Linked DNA regions of Mus musculus: region 2 is linked to region 1. Evidence: chromatin contacts called from public HiChIP or PLAC-seq data. All regions are on one chromosome and are shown on one strand. The core of a region is the stretch at or near the end of the contact, and the rest is flanking DNA. Distances in the headings are between cores, read along the strand shown.

The links. HiChIP or PLAC-seq counts read pairs in DNA pulled down with a chosen protein or histone mark.
Region 2: an H3K27ac HiChIP or PLAC-seq map of the HPC-7 cell line shows a contact between it and region 1, with 8 times the contacts expected there. The contact joins two enhancer-like sites. A contact is called at or near these places in 4 of 39 promoter capture datasets (HPC-7-derived erythroid cells, fetal liver, hematopoietic stem and progenitor cells and 1 more), 6 of 484 Hi-C or Micro-C datasets (the BV-2 cell line, the F1.1 cell line, bone marrow-derived macrophages and 3 more), 6 of 115 datasets of contacts at active chromatin or transcription factors (the HPC-7 cell line, embryonic stem cells, epiblast stem cells and 2 more) and 3 of 9 other capture datasets (adipose tissue, liver and pancreatic islet).

The regions. Positions count from the first base shown.
Region 1 is chr17:83,606,124-83,612,204 of GRCm38.p6, reverse strand. The region is part of intron 1 of Kcng3 (potassium voltage-gated channel, subfamily G, member 3); the gene reads left to right. Among named protein-coding and RNA genes, the nearest start is that of Kcng3, 23 kb to the left of the region's middle. Within about 2 kb of position 2,169, at least 4 of the 459 cell types and tissues checked have an H3K27ac peak or open chromatin away from gene starts, as enhancers often do. A contact at or near this core is called in the HPC-7 cell line, where this site is marked.
Region 2 is chr17:83,729,992-83,736,072 of GRCm38.p6, reverse strand. The region is part of intron 3 of Mta3 (metastasis associated 3); the gene reads right to left. Among named protein-coding and RNA genes, the nearest start is that of Mta3, 27 kb to the right of the region's middle. Within about 2 kb of position 3,667, at least 228 of the 459 cell types and tissues checked have an H3K27ac peak or open chromatin away from gene starts, as enhancers often do. A contact at or near this core is called in the HPC-7 cell line, where this site is marked.

The sequences.
Region 1 (6,081 bases), core at 920-3,419:
TATATGTGTGCAGTGCTTGAAGAGACCAGAAGAGGGCATCCATTCTCTTGGAACTGGAGGTTGTGAGCTACCATGTGGTTGCTGGGAATTGAACCTGGGTCCTCTGGAAGAGCAGTCAGTGCTCTTAACCCGGAGATATTTCTCTAGCCCCTATAAACTATTGCACAATGGTTAGAGGCTTACCTAGTCATTTTCATATGTGCATGCACACACATATGTGTGGGCCTGTTTACATGTGTGCAGGTTAAAGGTCCGCCTTGGACATCTTCCCTCAGGAGCTGTCCACCTTGCTTTGTTCTGGGGAAAGGCATTGAAACCATCCTGTTCTTCAGAGACAAGTCTGTCACAGGAACCTAGGGCTCGCCGACAGGGCTAGGATGGCTGACCCTTGAGCTCCAGGGGTCCTTTTAATCGGCCAGTGCTTGGCTTTGTCCTTAAAGCTGAGGCTCTCATTTCGGTTTTGCTGCTTATAGAACAAGTACCTTCCTCGCTGATCTCTAGCCTGACTGTTTACTTATTTCCGAAAATGCTTTTTGTTTGAGATAGTCTTGTCATGTAGCCCTGGATGACCTGTCTATGGCTGTGTAGCCCAGGCTAGCCTCAAGCCTAATACTTCTGCCTGCCTCGTGTACTTAGCTTCTTACTGTTTTCTTTTTACCTTTTAAAAGATTTATCTATATCTTTATTATATATGTATGAATGTTTTCCCTGCATGAATGTATGTGTGCGGTGTGCACGCCTGGTGCCCACAGAGTTTAGAAGAGGATGTCTGATCCCAGGAGCAGGAGTAATGGATGGTTGTGCAGCCACCACACGGTGCTGAGAATAGATCCGGGGTCTTATGCAAGAGTAACACACGCTCTAAACTGCTGAGCCATCTCTCCAGCCCCTTAATTGTTTTTAAATAACACCCAAATCCCCCAAACACATTTCATTTCATCCTAAGTATTCACTAGACTGATAAAACAGCTAGATTCACAAGTAATAAATTTTTTATAGCATTACTGCATTTAAATATGTTACTAAATCCCATTATAAGAAAATGTAGTGCTGGGTGTGATGGTACACACTTTTAATCCCAGCACTTGGGAGATGGGCATAGAGATCTCTGAATTTGAGGCTAGCCTGGTCTATAGGATAAGTTTCAGTACAGGAAACCCTTGCTTTTTTTCTTTTTTCTTTTTCTTTTTCTTTTCTTTTTTCTTTTTTTCCCGAGACGGGGTTTTTCTGTGTGGCCCTGGCTGTCCTGGAACTCACTCTGTAGACCAGGCTGGCCTCAAACTCAGAAATCCACCTGCCTCTGCCTCTCAAGTGCTGGGATTAAAGGTGTGCGCCACCACATCCAGCTTTTTTCTTTTTTATATATTTTTTCTTTTCTTTTTTTTTAAAGATTTATTTATTTTATGTGAGTATATTGTTGTTGTCCTCAGACACACCAGGAGAGGGTGTCCAATCCCATTTGTGAGCCACCATGTGATTGCTGGGAATTGAACTTAGGACCTCTGGAAGAGCAGCTTTCTCTCTCTCTCTCTCTCTCTCACACACACACCCCAAGAAAAGTGAATTTCTTAAAGGGGGGCAACGGGAATAAGTGGCTAAGGACCCGTGCTTTTCTTGACGAGAACCTGTTTGGTTTCCTAGCACACAACTTGAGCTCCATGGGGTCTGAAACACTTCTGGCTTCCTTAGGTACCTGCATTCAAAAACACATGCCCACAGTCAGGTGGACAGACAGACAGACAGACAGACATACAGACACACACACACAGACACACACACACAGACACACACACACACACAGTTGCTGTCTACAGTGGGAACAAGCTGACTGCAGACACAGGAAACTAGCTGGGGGTCAACAGTCAGGCTCTGCAGGAGTCATGCTTAGGACTGGACCGGAAAGCCTGATGTTAGTCACCAAGAAAGGTGGATATGTGCATGGAGAAGGAGACTTGAGACAGACATGCCCTGCCTCTTGTTTGGGACAAGCAGACAGCAGCCCAGGCGACTGTGACTATAATCATGATGTTAGCTTTTATCTGGTGACAGTTGGGTGTCAGCTCTACTCTGTACTCAAATGGATCTTGCTACTTGTGTGTGCTGTGCTTTTGGCTGGTGGTTTCTGAAGATCCACCCTTGGTTGCTTTAGTCCTGTTGCTCAGGGCCTGTGGTTGGGCAGAACTGGGGTGGTGAGTGGTGGGGGAGGGGGCATGGGCAGGGAGCATTTGGGCAGGGAGCACCTTACTGTTTGAGTCCCTAATAGGCTTGTGTGTTTGAACACTTGGTTCCCAGGTGATGATGCTCATTTTGGGGGAGACTGTAGAACTTTAGAAAGTCAGCCTCGCTGGAGAAAGGGGGTGACGGGGGTGGTGGGTCCTTAGGGCTGTGTTAGCCCTGCTCCTTTCTCTCATGTGCTCCAGTTCCTGGTCTGTCAGATGACTAAGGAGCCACCTCCTCATGACCTTGCTGCCTTGAGCTTCGTCACGGCTTCTGCACATGGTGTATGGCCTCCCCCCAGTCTGAGCCACATGAACCCTCTTCCCCTGAACCATCACTGCTGCTTTATTACAGCCATGAGAAAAAAGAACTAATACAGAGCTTGATTGATGGACCTCCTCCTCCCCCCTCCCCCCTCCCCCTCCTCCCCCTCCTCCCCCCCCTCCCCCTCCTCCCCCTCCCCCTCCTTCCCCCTCCCCCTCCCCCTCCCCCTCCTCCTCCTCCTCCTTCTTCTTCTTCTTCTTCAAGTCAGGGCCTCTTCCTAGCCCAGGCTATATACAAGCTCACTACATAGTCCAGGCTAGCCTCACGCTTACAATCCTCTGCCTCTACCGAAGTACAGGTCACGTGACACCTGTAATTCTCATGCCCTGTTTAAACTGTTTTTATATGCATATTGGAACTGTCTACAGAAGTGTCCTCCACCCCAGCCTCTGAAGTATTATTGATGTCTTGATGTCTATAGTGAGTACCTAATATTACAGAAATTAAATGAAAATATTCTGAATTGAACTCTGGATGCGTTATTGATCTGTAGTTAGAAAATGGCAAGTGATACCAGTCAAAATGACTTCATTTTTAAAAATCACTCTTTTGAAGTTTATTTTCTACATTTATAGCTACAGTATTTATATCTGCATACATATTCTGCAGTTGCTCCGTAGCCATAAAGCTATAGTTGGAATCAAAATGGTAAAATGTTATTAAAGAAAAGCGTTGGTATCGGTTTTTATAAGATCTTGTTTGAAGAGGGGAGTGGGTGACATCCCTTCTTGTTGTGATTCTTTTAGGAAGGAATTGCCATTTAAATGCAGAGGGCACAGAAAAGGAAGGGGCAGTCCTGGCTTGAAGGTTTCTTACTGCATCCTGGCATCCTCCAGGGTATAATACCTGTATGCGGAGCACCGTGGGAGGAGCCAGGAAGTTGCTCCTGGGCGAGATGGAGAATGAGGTCTGAGAGGACACTCGCTGGTGGTCTGGGTTTTTGTGGCTTCTCTAGGAATCCTTTTAGAACCACAGATTTGGAGTTGTGCACCATGGCTGCCCACCTAACCTAGAACATGGCGGTCTTCTGAAACCCAGGCTTCGGCTTCGTTGAAAGATTGCTCCTAATTCTTGGTCAGTCAGACAGACGCAGTGTTCCTGGTTCTTAGGCACCGCTCCAGAGGTAAGGACAAGACGACCCAGGCTTTCTGTGGGAAGGTCATACGCCAGCCAAAGGATGGGGTTGACGACATTCCTGAGTGAGGTCTGCTCCTAAAAGATGATTACTGCTTTCACAGCTCTTACAAAAGCCAAGGGAGGCCGGCAGGATGGCTTAATGGGCAAAGTGCTTATGGTACATGAGCCTGGGCTTGAGTCCCAGGACCCACGTAAAGGAGGAAGGAGGGAAACCACTCTGAAGAGGAGAAAATGATCCAAGTGGCCGTGCCATGAAGTACGATTCTGAGTGGGCTTTGCTCTCCTCACTGCCCTTGCACTTTACAGAAAGCCCCACGGGCTCTGCCTGGCTTCTTTCAACCCTCACCACTCCATAGGCCATCTAAGACAGCATGGCTATGCTGTGTGTGCACCGCCAGCCAGCCAGCCAGCCAGAGTCTCGTCAGAGACTGCTCAGTGTCCTCCTCTTACTTCATGTCTAGCATCTGCTAGTATGGCCTTGAGTTTCCCTGGTGAGCACTGGTGCATCCTGACTGACAGCATTGCCAGCCATCCCACAGCCGTCCCTATCCTGAGTGTTCCCACAGCCCTCTTGCTTCCCACTTCACAGGCCGGCCACCGGGGCTGGCACATAGTAATCACTGACGAAATGCTGAGGGAGTGGTGGATCCATCTGCTGTCAGATCTTTAATGGAGTCCCTGTGTCTTTAAGGAAGGCTACAACTTGACCTTCAAGTCTCTCTGCTCCTCGAGCATTGATGTCTTCCTTTTGTACATCTTACTTGGCCACCAAGGACTAGGGGGTGCCCTGAGGTACGCTGCTCACTTCATAGCTCCTACGCTTTGCATTTCCCATGGTCATTATATGCTTTGGAGTCTTCTCTGTCTGTCTCTTTCTCTCTCTGTATCTGTTTCTCTCTCTCTCTCTCTCTCTCTCTCTCTCTCTCTCTCTCTCCCTTTCTCTCCCTCCCTTCATTAATACTGTTCTAGTCCCCAACTAGCCTCTCCCCAAACTGAGGTGTCCATGGCCAAGTACCCAAGCTATGCCTGGGGCCTGTTGCCTGTTTCCTCATCTGGAAAATAGATATGGCACCATGACAGCAGGAAATTAGGGAACAAAAAAAGAGAGAAACAGACAAACTAGGGGACTCCAAAGGGTGATTGTAATATATACCTAAAGACCTGGTTTGTTTACTTTTTAAAAATTGTGTGATGTGTGTGTGTGTATACACGACCTTGTATATGTGCACATACTCACAAGCACATATGTGTACACATGTGAAGGTCAGAGAACAGTTTGTTGGCTCTCTCCTTCCATGATGTGGTCCTACAGAATAAACGCAGGTTGTCAGATTTAGCAGTAACCTCACACTTAGCACGCGCGCGTACACACACACATACACACACAAACAGGATGTACATTTTACAGTACCTTCTAACTGAAAATTCAACTTTTTCACGAACACAGTAAAAGCTAGATCCCCATCCTTTACTTTGGAATCTGCTGCCTACCTGCCCCATCTGTAGTGACCCTGTCTTAGTCAGCATTGTGTTCTGTGAAGAGATGCTAGGACAGGGCAGTTCTCAGGAAGGAAAGCATTTCATTGGGGCTGGCTTCCAGGTTCGGTTTATTGTTGGTCTGATCATCATGGCGGGAAGCCTGGCAGCACGCACACAGACATGGTGCTGGAGAAGGAGCTGAGAGTTCTACATCTGGATCCACAGGCAGGAGGAAGAGAGAGACACAGGCCTGGCTAGGGCTTTTGAAACCCCAAGTCCCACCCACAGTGATACATTTCCTCCAACAAGGCCATACCTCCTTATCCTTTGGGAGTAGCACCATCTCAGCAAGCAAGTATTCAAATCTGTGAGACAATGGGGGCCATTCTTATTCAAACCACCACAGCCTGTTAGTGACTTGATTCTCTGACTAGTACTTACCTATAGATATGACCTGATTTTCTTGAGGCACCCCATCAGCTGCCGTTCAGTGAGCAGCTCCCAGAGTACCACTCGCTTCTAGCTTTTCCCCTCCATCTCTGTTACCCATTGCTTGTTACTGTTACCTTCCCTAGGGACATTGTTATTATTGTTATTTTACTTTAAAAGTGTTACAAGCCAGGCAGTGGTGGCGCAGGCCTTTAATCCCAGCACTTGGGAGGCAGAGGCAGGCGGATTTCTGAGTTTGAGGCCAGCCTGGTCTACAAAGTGAGTTCCAGGACAGCCAGGGCTATACAGAGAAACCTTGTCTCGAAAAACAAAAAATAAATAAATAAATTAATTAATTAATTAAAAAAAAGTCTAAAGTTTAAGGTCTCTTCTGAGATTTATCAAATCACTTAATTGTAATCCCCAAAGCAAGACAAAAAAACTGCTGGGGAAACTCCAAATTCTACATCTCCACGTCTGATGTCAAAGCGGTCT
Region 2 (6,081 bases), core at 2,418-4,917, 120 kb before region 1:
ACCACGGGCAACACAAAGAGACCAAGTGGTGTGATGCCTCCCTTTCTTTAGTAACTTTTCTTCTGCAGTGATAGCACAACTCAGGGGCAAAGGGCCCACGTCACCCACACTTCCAGGTAACAAAGCGTCACTGAAAGGAAGTCAGGACAGGAACTCAAGACAGGGTAGGAAGCTGAAGCAAAAGCAGTTGGGGGGGTGGGAGGGGTGCTGCTTACTGGCTTGCTCAGTCTGCTTTCTTATACAACCCAGGACCACCCGACCAGGGGTGGCACCACCCACACTAATCAATCTTATGGAGGCATTTTTCTCAAGAGAATCCGTCTTCCCTAATGCCTGTAGCTTGTGTCAAGCTGACAAAAACTAGCCCGCACACCATCCTTCTCCTTCCTCCCTGGCAGACTCAGCTGGAGCAGACTGTGTTCAAGCTCCGGGGAAAACGGGAATGCAGAGTTAGAATGAGGCTGCAGTTAGAGGCAGGAAGGAGGTTGGCTGCTCTTCATGTAGAAAGCACAACGCAAGGGTAAACTTGGAACACCTGGCAGAATTCTTTTTTGTTGTTATTTTGTTTTGTTTGTTTGTTGAGACAGTCTGTATAGTCCTGGTTGTCTTGGAACTCACTCTGTAGACTAGGCTGGCCTCGAACTCAGAAATCCACCTGCCTCTGCCTCCCAAGCAATAGGACTAAAGGCGTGTGCCACCACTGCCTGGCCCTTGCAGAATTCTTACCTATGAAACCACAGGTGCCACATGGACAGAAGCAGATCTAACAATTCTTTGTCTGTTGCTTTTGTTTTTGAAGATAGAGTTTCTCTGTTGTAGCCTAGGCTGTACAACTAGCTCTGTGGACCAGGCTGGCCTGGAACTCAGAGATCTGCCTCAAAAGCACTGACTGGCACTAAAGGCTTGCGCCACCACCATCCGGTTCAGTTGTCACAATACTTATTGAGGGCCCAGGACCACAGAAGGCATCTTATCAAACACAATTCCCACAATTCTTTTTTGATTGTATGAGGACATGTCATATTCCCTAATTTCAAATTCTAAAGCTCTGAATTGAAAACAAGCCTGGAAAACTGAGTTTAAACATCTCACTTAGGAGCAGGCAAGTTGACTCAGCCGGGAAAGGCGCATGCCATGAAGCTGGGTGGCCAGAGTTCCAATCCCTGGGCCCCACATAATGGAAGTTGTTCTCTGACCTCTGTATATGCGCAGAGGTGGAGACAAAGGCACACACACACACACACACACACACACACAGTATCTATCAGACAATACAATAAAAGAAAGTTAAAGTCTCACTAAGCTCAAACAAAGAAGCAGCAATTGTAGCTTCCGTGAATGTTCTTTCTATCGATGTATGCACAGAGACACAGTTCTAAAGGCGCCGCCTACTTGCAAGTCCAATACCATCTCCCCGGCGGGGATCGATAAAGTTATTGCTGCATTGGCACTATTAGCACAGCAAATATCACATACAAAATTATGCTCCCTGCCTAATTGGAATTTGATAAATTGTTGCTATAAAAGACATGGCTAACTGAATTCTAATGGTGCCTTACAGAGCAAAAGGCGTCATTACATATCAGAATAACAACAGCAAACCTCACTTTTGGGGGTGGGGGAAACGGGGTTGGTTCTGTTGTTTTAGCTTTAAAATTTGTAGCCCTGGCTGGCCTGGAACTCTCTATGTAGACCGGGCTGGCCTTGACTCACTGAGATCTGCCTACCTCTCCCTCAAAAGTGTTAGGACCAAAACTGTGTGCCACTACTCCCAGCTTTTTTTTTTTTTTTTTTTCTTTTTAAATTGTGTATATGAAGGCCTAGAAAAACGGTTCAGTGGTCAAAAGCCCTGGCTGCTCTTCAAGAAGACCCGGGTTTGATTCTCAGCACCCACATAGTGATTCATAGCCATCTGTAATATCATTTCCAGGAGGTCCAATTCCCTCTTCTGGTGTCCACAGGCATGCACAGACACCCACATATATAAAAATAATTTTAATAAAAAAATAAATTATGAGTGCGTGTGTGTATGTGTGTGTGCTTGTGTGTGCATCACATACATACAAAACTTAGTTTTTAGAAAAGAATCCTTAAAATGTTGGGGCTTTTCCCTCCCCACCCCAACTCTTCTTCCTTCTTTTCTCTTCTATCTCCTCCTTTTCCTCTTCTTCCTCCTCCTCTTCTGAGACAGGGTCTCATGTACCCCAGGCTAGCTCTGAGCTATCTACCTAGCTGAGGATGGACTAACATTTCTGATCCTCCTGCCCTGTCTTCTGAATGCTGGACTTGCAGGCTCCAGCAGCCACCCTCTTTCCATGGTGCTAAGGTTCACCAGCAGGGCTCTATGCGTGCTGGGGGTGCATACCTGCTGGGGATACACACTGAGCCGCCTCCCCAGACCCTGGAATATTTTCTAGGCCAAATTTGAATGCATTTTTCTGAGAGAACACCTGCCCAGCAGTTCTCTTGCTCTGTAACCTAAAGACTTACTCACACTTTTAAGCCCCATTGAAGACCTCAAGCTTTTATTAATGGACATTATGCCTATCAAGATTTACTGTAAAAAAGAGCAGAATTTCTTTAAAGACTTATTTCTTTTTCTTTCTTCTTTCCATTAACTTATTTATTCATTTTACATCCCTATCACGGTTCCACCGGTCCTGCCAGTGCCCCCTCAAATGGCCCCTCCCTCTTCACCGCTGAGAAGGGGGAGGTCCCTCCCAGGAACCAACCCACCCGGGCAATCTCAAGTCACTGCAGGACTAGGCACATCCACACCCACTGAGGTCAGACAAGACAGCCCAGTTAGGGGAGCAGGATCTACAGGCAGGCAACAGAGTCAGGGGTCCAGTTGCTCCAATTGTTGGGGGACCCACATGAAGACCAAGTTGCACTTCTGCTACATCTGTGTGGGGGGCATAGGTCCAGCCCATGAATGCTCTTCTGTTGGTGGCTCAGTTTCTGGGGGCCTCCAAGGGTCCTAAAGACTTAATAATTATGTATCCAGGAGAATGTGCTCTCAATGCAGGTGCCCACGAGTACAGTGCCTACAACGGCCAGGAGAGGGCGCTGGATCCCTGCGGCTTGAGTTACAGGTCTCTGTGTCCCAATGTGGAAACTGAACTCAGGTCCCCTGCAAGAGCAGTGAACTAAATGCCGAAGTTACTTCTTTAAACTTAAAACAAAAAAAGGAATATGTAGGGTGGGGATGTGCACCTGAGTGCAGGTATCCCTGAAAATGAGCCAGGTCCCCCAGAGGAGAATTACAGATGCTAACAAGCTGCCAAATCCGGTCCTTAATAACAGCAGTGTGTGTTCTTAACCTCGGAGCCTACATTCCAGAATTCATTCAATCCAGAATTTATTTTTGTTTTTTGTTTTTGTTTTTGTTTTTTAATTTCTTGTTTTGTTTTATTTTTGTTTTTGGAGACAGGGTCTCTGTGTAACCCTGGCTGTCCTGGAACTCACTCTGCAATCTAGGCTACCTCGAATACAGAGATCTGCTTGCTTCTGCCTTACAAGTGCTGGGATAAAAGGCATGTGCCACTACATAGAGCCGAAAAATTTTAAGCAAACTACAAGCACACATTCTATCAGCAGGGAAACTGTCACCCTCAAGTGCCATCCGGTCTCTGCAGAACTCCCGGCCTGATGAGCAGCTGGTGCCGGCAAGGTTAGTGTGGTTTTGAACGTTACTCTGACCTCACAGAAGGGAGTGGAAATGAGCAGTCCACGCACAGGAAGTCAGCGGGAAGAGAAGGCCGTCTGAAATGGTCCTTTCACACAGTGAGCTGCCATGACTCATCAGTTCTACAGCGAGTCAGGATCCCATCAGAAATAAGCTACTTCTGCTTTACATTTATTCAAAGAACACTGCATCTGGCAAAGGCTGCCCAGTCTTATAATAAATCAAAATCCATCTGGGATTCTGTAGCCTTAGCGTGCCACCATGCAACTTTCCGCTCGCTGTAAACTGTGAAACTTCAGAAGCGAAAATAAAAGAGCCACAAGTGTCTTAGCTAGGGGTTCGATTGCTGGGACAGAACACCACGGCCAAAGCAACTCGGGAAGGAAAGGGTACCCCAGCTTACTAGGCTCGGTCACACCCACCACTAAAAGAAGTCAGGACAGGAATGCAGAGGGACCTGGAGCAGGAGCTGATGCAGAGGCCATGGAGGGTGCTGCTTACTGCCTTGCTTTCAGGATTTGCTCAGCCTGATTTCTTATAGAACCCAGGACCTCCTGCCTACAGAGGGCTGGGACCTCCCACATCAATTATTAATCAAGAAAATGCCACAAAGGCCAATCATTTTCCCAATTGTGGTTCCCTCGTCTCAGGTAACTCTAGGTGTCAAGATGACAACAGACAACCAGCACAAGAAGTAGCCTTCCTCTCCAGCTCACTCCCAGCCCCGTCCTCCCAGAGCATCCTCCTCCTGAACTCACTCCCAGCATGGTCCTAGGGCTTCCTCCTCTCAGCTAACCACCAGCACTGCTCTCGCAAAACATTACCGTCCTGAATTTACCAGCACTGTCTTCCCTAAGCACAGTCGAGCATTTCTTCCCATAATAAACTACGTAAAAAGGATCCACATGCCTGTAATCCCACCACTCTAGAGACCTAGGCAGGAAAGACTTACGTGAGTTCAAAAACAGCCATAGTGAATTCCAGAGTAGTCAGGACTACAATTTCCAGTACCCAAATTTAGACCCAAATCCACAAAGTTGTCCTGACCACCACGTAAGCAACATGGTACACACATACAAATAAATAGATATTAAAATTTTAAAATAGGGTCGGGGGTACTGAAGTGGGGGAGTAAGAAGGGTGATACAGAAGGAGAGAGGAGGGGACATAAACACTAAGGACATTTGAAAGATATTCTTTTGTAAGCTTACTTAATAATACCTACATCATGTGTATGTGTCCCTATCCGTGTGTGTGTGTGTGTGTGTGTGTGTGTGTCCATGTATTTATGTTGCATATACATCTATACTTTTATTGTTACAGGGTGATAATATTCTCCCAGGAGCCATAGACTAATAAAAATCCCAGTGACAGACATGGGACACCTCACGGAAGTAGTTAGTCAAGGAATCTAAGAGAACAATACAATACACACAGATAATTGCTATTGCCCTTGGTTGCTTCCCAGATCTTGGAAGTAATACCCTACGCTGAAAACACCACACACTTTGGTGATAGGACTTGGGAGAAATCAAGTTGGCGTGACCTTTAAAGACCTTCTTCCGTGGGGGCTGGCTCTCATAATATTATTAGATGCCATACAAACTGCTAAGGAGAAAAGCAAGAAATAGCCCTACTCAGCTGTAAAGACTTCCTCCACCCACAACAATGACTGACCATACCAGACGGCCCCAACAGCAGCCAACAACTATGTCATTGAACTTAAGGCCTGCTCAGAATGAGAGAACCTATGCCTGCTACTGTAAACCTAGCCAAGAAGCTGCAGCTGGAGAGGTCAGACCCTAGAGGAGAGCCTACTACAGCCATTTCTCTAAAACACTACAGCTTCGGACTGACTACATTACAAATACTTCTCTTCACCCCATCAAGCGCCTCTCATCCCTCACTGGAGTTTCACTGTGCAGCCCACCGAAGGTATCACATACATCCACAACTGGCCAAACCCAGAGGAAAATATGACTCGGTACCAGTAGCAACTGGGACATCAACAGAGCCATCCCCACACCCACAGCTCAGGGGACACTGCAGAGGAGGGAGAAAGAACCCTGTGAGTGCTAGATACCAGGACAACTGCTGCCAGACAGGTCTTCCTGGCGTGACAGGATGCTGGACCACATCCTCCCAATGATATGGCTGCCTGCACAAGACCACTCTGGGCAACACCGCAATGTGGATGGGAAATTTTTGTTGCTTTTGCTTTTCTGAGACATTGCCTCTACGTACCCCTCATTGTCCTGCAACTCGCTACGTAGACCAGGCTGGCCTCCAACTCATGGAGATCCTCCTGTCGTTGGCTCTAAATGCTAGACTCAAAGGAGTGTGCCACTGTGCCTAGCAGATGGGATAAATTTTATCAGAGCCTCATCCCCAGA